Regions from separate parts of the Gasterosteus aculeatus genome. Here region 2 is linked to region 1. A link is a contact called in public Hi-C data. All regions are on one chromosome and are shown on one strand. The core of a region is the stretch at or near the end of the contact, and the rest is flanking DNA. Distances in the headings are between cores, read along the strand shown.

Region 1 (5,500 bases), core at 2,867-5,366:
ATGGGTCATCAATGGTGTTTAGTCAGAGCATAACACCCATCTCCTTTTGTCTCAGCATTTCTCTCTGTGGGTCCCACTCTTCACTGTTAGGCATTTGCATTAAGCATTATGATTTTCAATAATGACTGCTAGGGGATGGGGCGGGGGGTGTTTTTATAGATTTGCTAGAGAAAAGTGGACCCAGTATTTGTGCTGAAATCTTAGTGGGCAGTAATGGGACATGATAGAAGTAAAGTTGTATTGGAAGAGTTACAAAGAACTACATGCAGATACACTGTGATCAATCAAGTTTTTTTTCCTGTACTACTGTGAGAAAGTCTCTCATCTGAAAATCTTGTTGCCATGTTTTTCTTCTGTAACACACACTATGTGGTGGCTGGCGCCCAATTTCTCTGACCGGGCTGAATTTGAATTTGCTGCTCCGTCCATTCGTCTGCCGGTGTTACTGAACGGGCCGAATCTATCCACCCCTACACCTCCCCCCCTTGGCCTGGTTGAATGAATGACGATGTCGCATTGTGGTGGCCTGGCGCTGGCTGGCTGGCTGATGGGTTATTGATGTGATGGCGGATTGCGGCGGTTCCGGTGCAGAGGAGGAGCCAACAGCGCAGGAGCAGGAAAAGATCCAGGAGTGTTGAGGATGATGACGAGGGTCACCTCATCTATCACAGTGGAGACATGCTGAGAGCAAGATGTATAGAATATATACCTTTTTTTTCTACTGTTGTTCACACTTTGTCTCTCTCTCTCCTGTCTGATATTTATTTCCAAATATAGTACTATTTCAAACAAGTATTTGGTTAAATACTGCTTGTCAGTGTAACATATTTGGCATTTAGTTGTACATCAGTGTTCAGAAGCCTGTTTACATTAGGTTTACTTTACTAGAGCTATGAAACATCAGGCAGAGCACCAGCCAAAGGGCAGTGTTTCCCTTTGTCAGTGCTGTGTTACTAACTACTACTTTTTATTTTCTGTAGATGAGATTGTGTGTACTCTAGGAGAAGGTGCCTTTGGGAAAGTAGTCGAATGCATTGATCACTCTAAGTAAGATTATACACTCTTTTTTTTTTTAACAATATTTCTTGCTCACTCCTTCCCTGGCATTTGATACTAAGTGTCAACGTTGTGTATTTCCAGTGATGGAGCTCGAGTGGCTCTGAAGATCATTAAAAACATAGACCGCTACCGTGAGGCAGCTTTGTCTGAGGTACAGGTGCTCGAACAGTTGAAGTCCCTTGACTCTGAAAAGAGATAGTAAGTAACTTGACGCAACACCTCTTTCTTCATATATGTACACATCTTGTCCTCAAAAGAAACTGACTTGGCATTCACTACCCCCCCCCCCCCCCCCCTTCTAGTGCTTGTGTACACATACTGGACTCGTTTGACTACCACGGCCATGTTTGTATTGCCTTTGAGCTGCTTGGCCTCAGCACCTATGATTTCCTCAAGGAAAACAATTTCCAGCCATTCCCCATAGAACACATCAGGCACATGGCGTACGAGATCATCCGGGCTGTCCGATGTAAGTAGTTGACACGATGGTGCACAGAATATACTGTATCTTTCTACAGGAAATCTCACAAGAGCCGGTTTTAAAAATGTATGTGCTGTGTCCTCCTAGTTCTACATAAAAACAAGCTGACTCACACAGACCTGAAGCCTGAGAATATTCTCTTCATTGATTCGGACTACAGCATCCGGTACAATCCTGAAATGGTGAGTCCTTTACATATCCACTGCTTGATGCCCAAACATTGTGTTTTGTGTCTCTGTGTGAGCAGCATGATTCTCCTGTTTGTGCTTTTCAGAAACGGGACGAGCGGACGTTGAAGAAGCCAGATGTGAAAATTGTTGATTTTGGCAACGCCACGTATGAACATGAGCACCACACTTCCGTGGTGTCGACTCGCCACTACCGGGCTCCAGAAGTTATCCTAGGTATGTGGCTGCTGCACAGCGCTGCTCGCGAGCTTCAGGCGGATCACTGAGTGTTGCTGTGTTATTGAGTTGTGTTATTATCATCATCTCTTTTCAGATCTGGGCTGGGATCATTCCTGTGATGTCTGGAGTGTAGGCTGCATTCTCATAGAGTACTACCTGGGGTCTACGCTCTTCCAGGTAAGAGAAGCTAAAAGGTATTATAAAATCTTTAATACAGTTTACCGTGGCATTTGGCTAAAGGTGTCACGTGTTTTTTTCTTGCCTTTAGACTCATGACAGCAAAGAGCACCTTGCTATGATGGAGCGAGTCCTGGGTCCCATCCCCACACACCTCCTGCAGAAAACCAAGTACGTGGACTGCTAACTGGCTAATGGGATTGTCACAAGCCCCCCCCCCCCCCCCCCCCCCCCCTCTCCAAGAATTTTTGTATTCATCAATTTTGTTATTTATGCAAATGTCATTGTGTTGTACAGAAAAAGGCGGTATGTGCACCGGTCCAAGCTGGACTGGGATGTTCACAGCTCGTCTGGGAGATATGTGAAGAAACACTGCAAACCCCTGAGGGTAAGATCGGCATTACTGTAGACCACAGCACACAGTCTGTCAATTAAAGAATGTAATCTGAACGTACATCTGCATGAAACAAATGTGAGGATTTAAAAACGCTTAAATGCCATCAGCACTACCAAAGCCACCAGTTTTGTTCAGTTAAAACACTGCACATATCCTTGAACTTCATAATAAGACGGGCTCAGTGGCGAATAAGAAGTCCTATGTGCTGGAATACATGCAAGTTTCAGGATTCTTAAGTATTGTACTTGAATACAAGTTTCTGCCTCATAGTGCTTGAGTATTTCCATTCTAATTTCTTCTGAGGAATTTTTTGGTTTTGTCTTCAACAAAGACAAGTTCCTAGTTGGGCTACTTCAGATTCTTACTGCAAAACAACTAATAATAGACAAGAATTAGGCTCCATACTACTAAAAAATACATTGGTCCGTATGTAAAATGGGACCTGTTTAACAACTGACCGTACTGTGCCATCAGCATTACATGCAGTCGAAGAGCGAAAACCACCACCAGCTGTTTGACCTGTTGGAGAAGATGATGGAGTACGACCCAGCTAAGCGCCTCAGTCTGGAGCAGGCCCTCCATCATCCCTTCTTCTCCTGCTACCGCAAGAGCAGCAGAAGCACCGGCAGCAGCAAAAAAGACTGAACCTGTGCAGCGTACGACTTGTCTGTCACTGTGATGCTCATCGTAGTGTGCAGGTCCAGCCTCTGCTTCCTCTCTCCAGGAGAGGAGGACCTTACCCGACTGTATCAGTCACCTGTCCTGCTTTTCTGTCCTAAACCGCTGTGTGTGTGTGTGTGTGTGTCATCGAGTTCTGTTATGTGTGGCATGTTTTGGTGTAATGAATCCTCCCAGTTGATTTCTATTTATTTGGCATTATAATTTAATATCTATCACATAAGCATATACTTTTTCTTTTTTAAATTCATGAATAGTCAAACTGTGTTCCATGTATATTTTTTTTTTCTCTGCATTGTCACAGTGGTGAAGGGAAATGTTATTGTCTCACCTGCTTCAGTAAAAATGTATTCAGCACTGGAGAGAGAAACTAGTGCGGCAGAAGATATTTGTACATACAATTAAGATGTTTTCTTTTTCACCAAGTGCTTGTGTACCTTTTACAATACAATGTACATTTTTCCAATAAACGTGAATAGACGACAGAATTGTCTCTGATGTCTGTTGTTGTTTCGGTGCAGTAGCAGCATGCAGCCGCAGGGTGGCAGTAAAACGCTCATTAGGAGACTAAAGCGAACCTGGATTAACTAAATGTATTAACGGTTTCACGTTTCGGTTCGGCAGAGAAGATGCACGTCTTTAGGAAACTACAAACCGAAACCCCTTTTCTCAAAGCGGAACCATTGTCCTCCAATGTAGGCAAGATGCCACAGGGCCTGCGGCGTCATGCGCTTATAATCGACAATCCGTCTCTATTCACACATCACAGTGGAGGGGAACACGATACGGATCGTGTAACTCGTAGTATCATTAGACGTCACGTCGTGATGTCCCAGTGACCAAAATCTTGTCCCAAGACTAAACCCCCCGAACGTCTCGCTCTGAGACACAGCTGTCAATCCGCGGTGCCCCACGTGGTCAGCGGGGCGGGCGCGTCGCCACTAGTTGAACGCGCAACTTTAAGGCCGGCAGACAATCGGAGCCATTGGTGGTTGCACTTGCACACCCGTGTAGGAAACTCCCCTGCAAGTCAGAAGGCGGCTCCACTCCGGTTGGCATCCATATCGCTCCCATCTGTGTTCTGCGTAAAACCAGTGTGCGCTGCTGCTGCTGCTGCTTCCGCCGCCTCGGTCCAAGACCAATTTCAGTCATTACTTTGAACCCCGAGCCTTGCGTGTTGTGAAGCCCAGAGTAGAGTTTGGTCGCAGGACTTCCACAACTATACAAGGCGCTTTTATTGCATGTTTTCTTCTGTTCATCAAGAGGACCTCCACAGGATTTTTTAGGATGGATCCAGCCAGCGACTCTATCGCGGAAAGTAAGCCGGTGTGCCAGTGTGCTTCCAAGTCTTCGGTCCAGCGGTGGCTTCCAGGTTTCCCAATCGCTCTGTGCATGCTGATGTCTCTGAGCTCCATCGCCGTGTGTCTTCTGATGAGCCTCAAGACCTACCAGCTGGAGAACCGCATGCAGATGGACAAAGGGTCCACCTTCACCCCGCCGCGCGCGGCTTATTGTCTAAACGAGGATGGGACTCTGATTCCAGAGCTGGGCACCTCGATAGGGCGGCTCGTTGAAGAGGTACAAGGCGTAAACGGTCGTAGATAAATTCGTGTATCTTGTTTGTGAACCAAAGACGCACATTCTTGTCGGTGCGTAAAATGTGCGTAATAGCAGGAAATACATGCAGATAAGCTGATTAACGCACAGACTTTGAGCGCTTTTTTGTTCCAATTGCACAACTACGATCAGTTGATTTTTGATGAATGACCGTAAGAGGTCAACCTTGCATGCAGCTGGCCAATTCGTTTGCAGTTAAATATGTGTAGAGGGTGACATGACCACTGATTAGAGCCCAACCTAATTGGATCACATGGAGGAATGGGAGGACGACAATGCCCTCTTAATTATTATTGCTGCTCATTGAGATAATTTTAATGACTTTTTCCTAAAGGCCTCCACAATTGTATCCATATTTATATCTTACTTTGGATTTGTTCCTTGTGTCCGCAGAAAGTGGTGGTGCTGATGCCGAAATTGCGGACAACAAGGGATGTCGGCCAGGAGTGCTCGTGTCCTCCAGGTACGTCTCTGCAGTGTGCAGCATTGTTACTGAGAACACACAAATAAATCATACGGGACACTAACACGCGGCTCCCTGTCAACTAAACGTTACAGTCATGGCTGACTGCTTGGGGAACGTTTGGCAGCTCTCCCGAACATTAAGAGTGCGCGTGTGCGTGTTGATGATTGCGGCCCCTTGAGCCACGTGGAAGGGCCCACACTGTGATAGCGGGGCTCTTC
Region 2 (4,983 bases), core at 565-3,064, 86 kb after region 1:
AAACAAGGCTTTGGGCAAATATGTGTGCGTCTGTCTGTGAGTGAGTGTGCATTTATATACATATATTAAAGCGTCGAGGGTCAATGGGCCGGGGCGCAGTGACCCTGAATCTCCATTCTTCCGGGTTTGCCAGTAAACTGTGGCCTAAAAGCTTCCAGAATAGCAACTCTACTCCTGGACTCATCTGTTTTGTGTGAGACAGCGGCCACAAAGCCCCCCCCACACCCCCCCCCCCCCCCCCCCCTCCCCCCAATTCTCCCACCCTGCTACACCACCACTGTGTTGCCGTGCACCCCTGAAACAGATATGGCACCGCGGCGAGTTCATGGGCAGTTTGCCGGCCTCGCTGAACAATGGTTGTGGTCCTCGCCGAAGGCAGTTTATGTTTCTCCGAATTAACTTTCTGCTTCTCCGAGTTTAGTTCACACGCGGCGGCAGCTTTTAGGCCGTCACTGCAGGATGGAAGAGGGAGAAAGGGGCTCTGAGGGGTAATTGTTTCTGTGAGTGAAGGAATTAATTGTGTGTTGCCCTCAGCTGGAGCAGGGCAGCAATAGGTTTGAAGTAACAAATCTCGGTGTCACCCTGGGGGAGTTGAGAGATTACGCAGAACCGACGGGAGAGAAAGCCAGCACAGCTCAGAAAACCACCAAAAGCAGACGGGTCGAATAGAGGGGGCCGTCCTGTAACGTGGTCAATTTCTAATACATTTTCGAGATGATTAAAGGCATTGCAAAACTCAAACAGCGAAACCAAAGCAGAACGGCGCTCGGAGCCGCTCCATGTTGTGGGCAGATGTCTGAGGGGGGCAGAGCAGGAGAAAGTCAGCAGGCCGTCGCCATTTGCTTCTTCAAAGTGTAAAATAAAGGAGGGAGAGACCGAACTAAATTAGAGCAAGTTTCTGTGTTTTTATTTTTATTTTTATTTGTTTATTATTTAACCTTTATTTAACCAGATAAAAGTCCCATTGAGATCGAGATCTCATTTTCAAGGGCGACCTGGCCAGGAAGGCAGCAGCACACATCGTTAAAGAACAGCCATAAAATACATATACATGACATGAGTAAAACCACAATACAAATTAAGTTAAAAACTAAAATACAAAGAGAAAATGGTCAAAATCAGAGGCACCGTTCAAGAGATTTTTGTTGTCTGTCCATTTGGAGACGTCGGAAAACATTAAAAGATACAAGTTGAGACAATTTCAGTTCAGCCTGGAGATTGTTCCATGTTGATGAATGCTTTTTTCCCCAATTCAGTCCGCACTCGTGGAATGTACAAGCAGTAAATGTCGCTGTGTAATGCCTCGTCACGTGTAACATAATAACATAACGTGTCTGGCTTCAGGAAATCATATAACATGAATTTGGGATATTTGGAAACACGTGTGACATCTGAAATGATCCTCGTCCATCCTTTTCTGCGCTCGGGGCTCAAAAGTAGTACTAAGGAATGATTTGCAGCGGTGATCTGTTTCCCCCGGCTTCGCAGTAGAGACCGAAAGACATGAAGGAGGTAAGAGGGGTGAGAAAAGAGGTTAAAAAGCTGCTGGAGCAACTAGAAATTAAAAAAAAAGACCACATAGCAAGTAGAGAGGATCTGGATGACAGTTTGTATGTGAAGGAGTAAGAAAACCAGCTGCAACACATCTAAGTAGCTTCTGCACGTTATTTTAAAATTTGAGTACGGAGCCAAAGGCTAATAACCTACAATTTATAGCAAACATTTATTGGAGTGCAGTGAATAATCAAGTAAACACGATAGCAGTGTGTGTGAGAGAGCGAGATAGGGGGGGGTGTTGCACAAGATCCCAGTAAAAGTTCCTCTGCCGTGGATGACTTCATAGCAGATGTTTAGCTGCTCCAAGCCTGCGTCCACCTGGCCTCCATAAACACGATAGGTCTGTTTATCTAAATAAGCCATCAAACCACCGATGGACAGATGCCAAAAAGTGGACATCGAATGCTCTCTGTGTTTGTGTCGGGTTATGGCTCATCATCAAACGCAGAGTTTGGCCACGACTCCGGAGTCATCTCCTGTAAAGTGAAACTAAAACGGTCATTTGAATGCAGATTGGTGACGCGTCAACGGGAAAAGAAGCAGAAAGTGTTTCAATAGTTTCTATCGTAGTTTTCTCACTAAGTGTTTTGTATGATGGAGTTGGAGGGCGATGGATAAAACACCCAAAATCTCCAATCAGCGTTCTAACGGTTGAGAACTGACTGTGACGGGCCGCTCATATCAGGCAAAGTACTCTGGCTCAGAATAAGTGGCTGCTGAACTGCTGCCTTGTTGAACACTGACATCTGTTGGCTAAAGTGGTTTTGACTCTTCAAAGTCGACTCACCTGGCGTCTGCTGACCAGGTTCCTTCTCTGTCCTTCTCAGGGGTTTCCGGGTCGTGACGGCTTGGATGTGAGTTCAGTTCAAATCCAGTTTGACTTTGTTCATGAATAAATATTATACGTATGTGATGATTATTTGTCCGCCTCTGTAAAATGATGGTAAACAGTTGTGTTTGTGCTGCAGGGGCCGCAGGGATTGCCTGGGAAGCCGGTACGATCATTACTGGATATTTTACCTTGATTCAACTCAATTTCCCGTCTAGTAAAATTCTGCTGTTTTGCTGCAGAAGCATCATGTGACCAAAAAGTTGCATAATTGACATTGATGGACTTTGATGAATTGACAGGGAGAAGATGGTGAGTCCGGCCTTCCAGGATTACAGGGCCCCCCAGGAGCGAAGGTACAGATAAGTGTCCCTCCTTGACGACGTTTAATGTGGATGTCTTTTCATGCTACGTGTTGAAGGTGTACTGTGTGTGAAAACAGGGCGAGTCCGGCACGGGGGAGAAAGGAGAGAGAGGCATGGATGGACTCCCGGGATTGAAGGTGGGAAACCAATACGAAATTGCATTTAACAAATACGTATATAAATACTTTTCTTTGCTATATCATTAATTCTACACTATTTAAATCTGATTGATTTGATATGTGCGATCAAACAGGGAGACAAAGGGGGACAAGGAGAGCAAGGACCACAGGGACCCGTGGTATGTGCACAGAAACACTTGATAACATGTGTTTTTCTTCAGTTGTTTGCGCACCTCTCACTCGGGGTTGCCCGTCTCTGCCTCAGGGTTATCCTGGTGAAAAGGGCGCAACAGGCTCCTCGGACATCATCGACTTCAATGGGAAGCTTCTTGATGCTTTCCAGGTGAGTGATATTAAAGCGACAGTGAGACCACATAAATGGCTGCATTGTATGTTCTACCAGACATTTATAACTGAGGTTTAGGCGTCGAGGGGGGACTTGAAAAAGCCCACAAATGGTAGCGTGGTAAGGAACACCATTTTCTTTTTGCAACCGCTTTGCAAACTGAACACGTTGCCGTTTTTCTTCTCGACAGGCCATCACCACCATCAGTGTTTCGGTAACCTGCCGTTATTTCTGCATGGTTTTGGTGGAGTGATCAGTAACTAACACCTACAACGATCACACAACCTGTGATCTACAACCTGTGTGTGCATTTGCATTTTAGCAGACCTGCATAGTCCAGTGGTCCTGTATGTTTTTGTGGATGCACCCAGAACTACACACTTCAGATGTATCGGATCTCACTCTAGAGGCCACCTCTAAAGAGCATTACTGAATGTTCCTGATCTACTGGTCTAGCAGGCTCTTTCCTCTCTTTATTTGGGATAAAATAGTACAGCTGTGCTATCAGATAGCATGCAGCCTGAAGTAGCACACGTAATCGTGCAGAAAAATCATCAGTCTTTTGTTATACTGTTACATTGTTATATACACTGTGTGGTTTTTTTTATGGCATGTTTCCAACGCGCCTAACAAGATGTGTGAACTCGCTAAAGGGCAGCATGTTTTTTTTTTCCGTTCCACATAACCGAGCACACAAGGGGAATGCGTCCAAAAGGAAGGGAGAGGACCTGCTCACCGTCTCGGTTTCATATCGCTCTCCCGCACACCGCCCTTTGATTCCATGCACCGGGCTACATGCTAATAACAGATGAATATCTCTGCAGCGGAGTGTGTATTTTATTTAAAACCACTCTGGACCAGGTGCCCTGGGACGTGATCTGAAGTGGGCTCCTGCATGTGAAGCTGTAGACAGCAGCCTACAAAGGAGTCTTTGCAAACACGAACCTGAGATCTTATCAGAAGCCTTTTGCTGTCGTGGATTAGTTGGCACCAAATCACACGTACGGTCTTGGCTACAGTTACAAGCCTGGAGCGAGGCGTGCTCGTTGGCCACCCAGCTCGTGTTATGATCCGTTCACTTGTTTGTGTGAAAAGCCCTATTGGTTTCCTCCGTGCTGAACGTGGTGAAAAGCCGCGCTGAAGCCGGGTGACTATTATTGTCATTCATTTACAGCTTTTGCTATAATTATTTGGATGGAAAGCCTTCACGTTCAATTGATGGAATATCCCAGATGAAATAGTTGTTTGTAAACGTGCATTGGTTTCCATGGTGAAATGGATGATAAACAAAAAGTTGGAAATTGGCAAAAGGGAGATATTTTGCATGTTCACATCCACGAGGCAACATGGGTTCATTTTTCATGACTTCAAGATGTCAGAGGACTTCAGAGGGAGAAGTAATCAGTATGACATTGAGGATGTAGAGATTAAGGAGCAGGATTTAAGGGGTTGTCAATGATTGACCAGCAGAGAACACTTCATGGAATGGATATGATAAGCTATTCTTCATCCATGGTGTTACATAACATTACATAACTGCTTTTGTGTAACGCCCTCATCCTCATGAAAACAATCAACGGAATGAAATATGATGCCAGGCTGAAGTTTGGTACTACAAACCACATTCATTACAATCCTCGTAAAATATAATTGCTTCAAGTTGGTCGTGATCAGCGACCAAAGTGAAAGATTTTTTTACTGTCAGGCTTGCAATGAGAAATCAACCAGCCCTGTTGTTTTGTTTAGTGTTGGCCCATTTCCATGCAA

What was found. Hi-C and Micro-C count contacts between places; a contact is called where the count stands out from the background.
Region 2: a Hi-C map of liver shows a contact between it and region 1, with 2.5 times the contacts expected there. The contact joins the enhancer-like site here to the promoter of LOC144406324 in region 1. A contact is called at or near these places in 4 of 6 Hi-C or Micro-C datasets (liver, skeletal muscle and tail fin).

What each region holds. Positions count from the first base shown.
Region 1 is chr4:11,561,195-11,566,694 of fGasAcu3.hap1.1, forward strand. It overlaps LOC144406324, which reads left to right and starts at 4,117. Exons shown (of 3, transcript XM_078102227.1): 1 at 4,117-4,777; 2 at 5,210-5,279. The coding sequence starts at 4,487. LOC120818217 (dual specificity protein kinase CLK4) reads left to right here. Exons shown (of 13, transcript XM_040175122.2): 4 at 592-694; 5 at 981-1,047; 6 at 1,141-1,257; 7 at 1,362-1,528; 8 at 1,628-1,722; 9 at 1,815-1,944; 10 at 2,042-2,124; 11 at 2,216-2,295; 12 at 2,422-2,512; 13 at 2,996-3,684. The coding sequence ends at 3,166.
Region 2 is chr4:11,649,802-11,654,784 of fGasAcu3.hap1.1, forward strand. LOC120818216 reads left to right here. Exons shown (of 28, transcript XM_040175111.2): 8 at 2,385-2,411; 9 at 2,526-2,552; 10 at 2,689-2,742; 11 at 2,829-2,888; 12 at 3,005-3,049; 13 at 3,136-3,213; 14 at 3,407-3,430. Among protein-coding and RNA genes, the nearest start is that of LOC120818216, 15 kb to the left of the region's middle. Within about 2 kb of position 1,815, at least 2 of the 9 cell types and tissues checked have open chromatin away from gene starts, as enhancers often do. A contact at or near this core is called in liver, where this site is marked.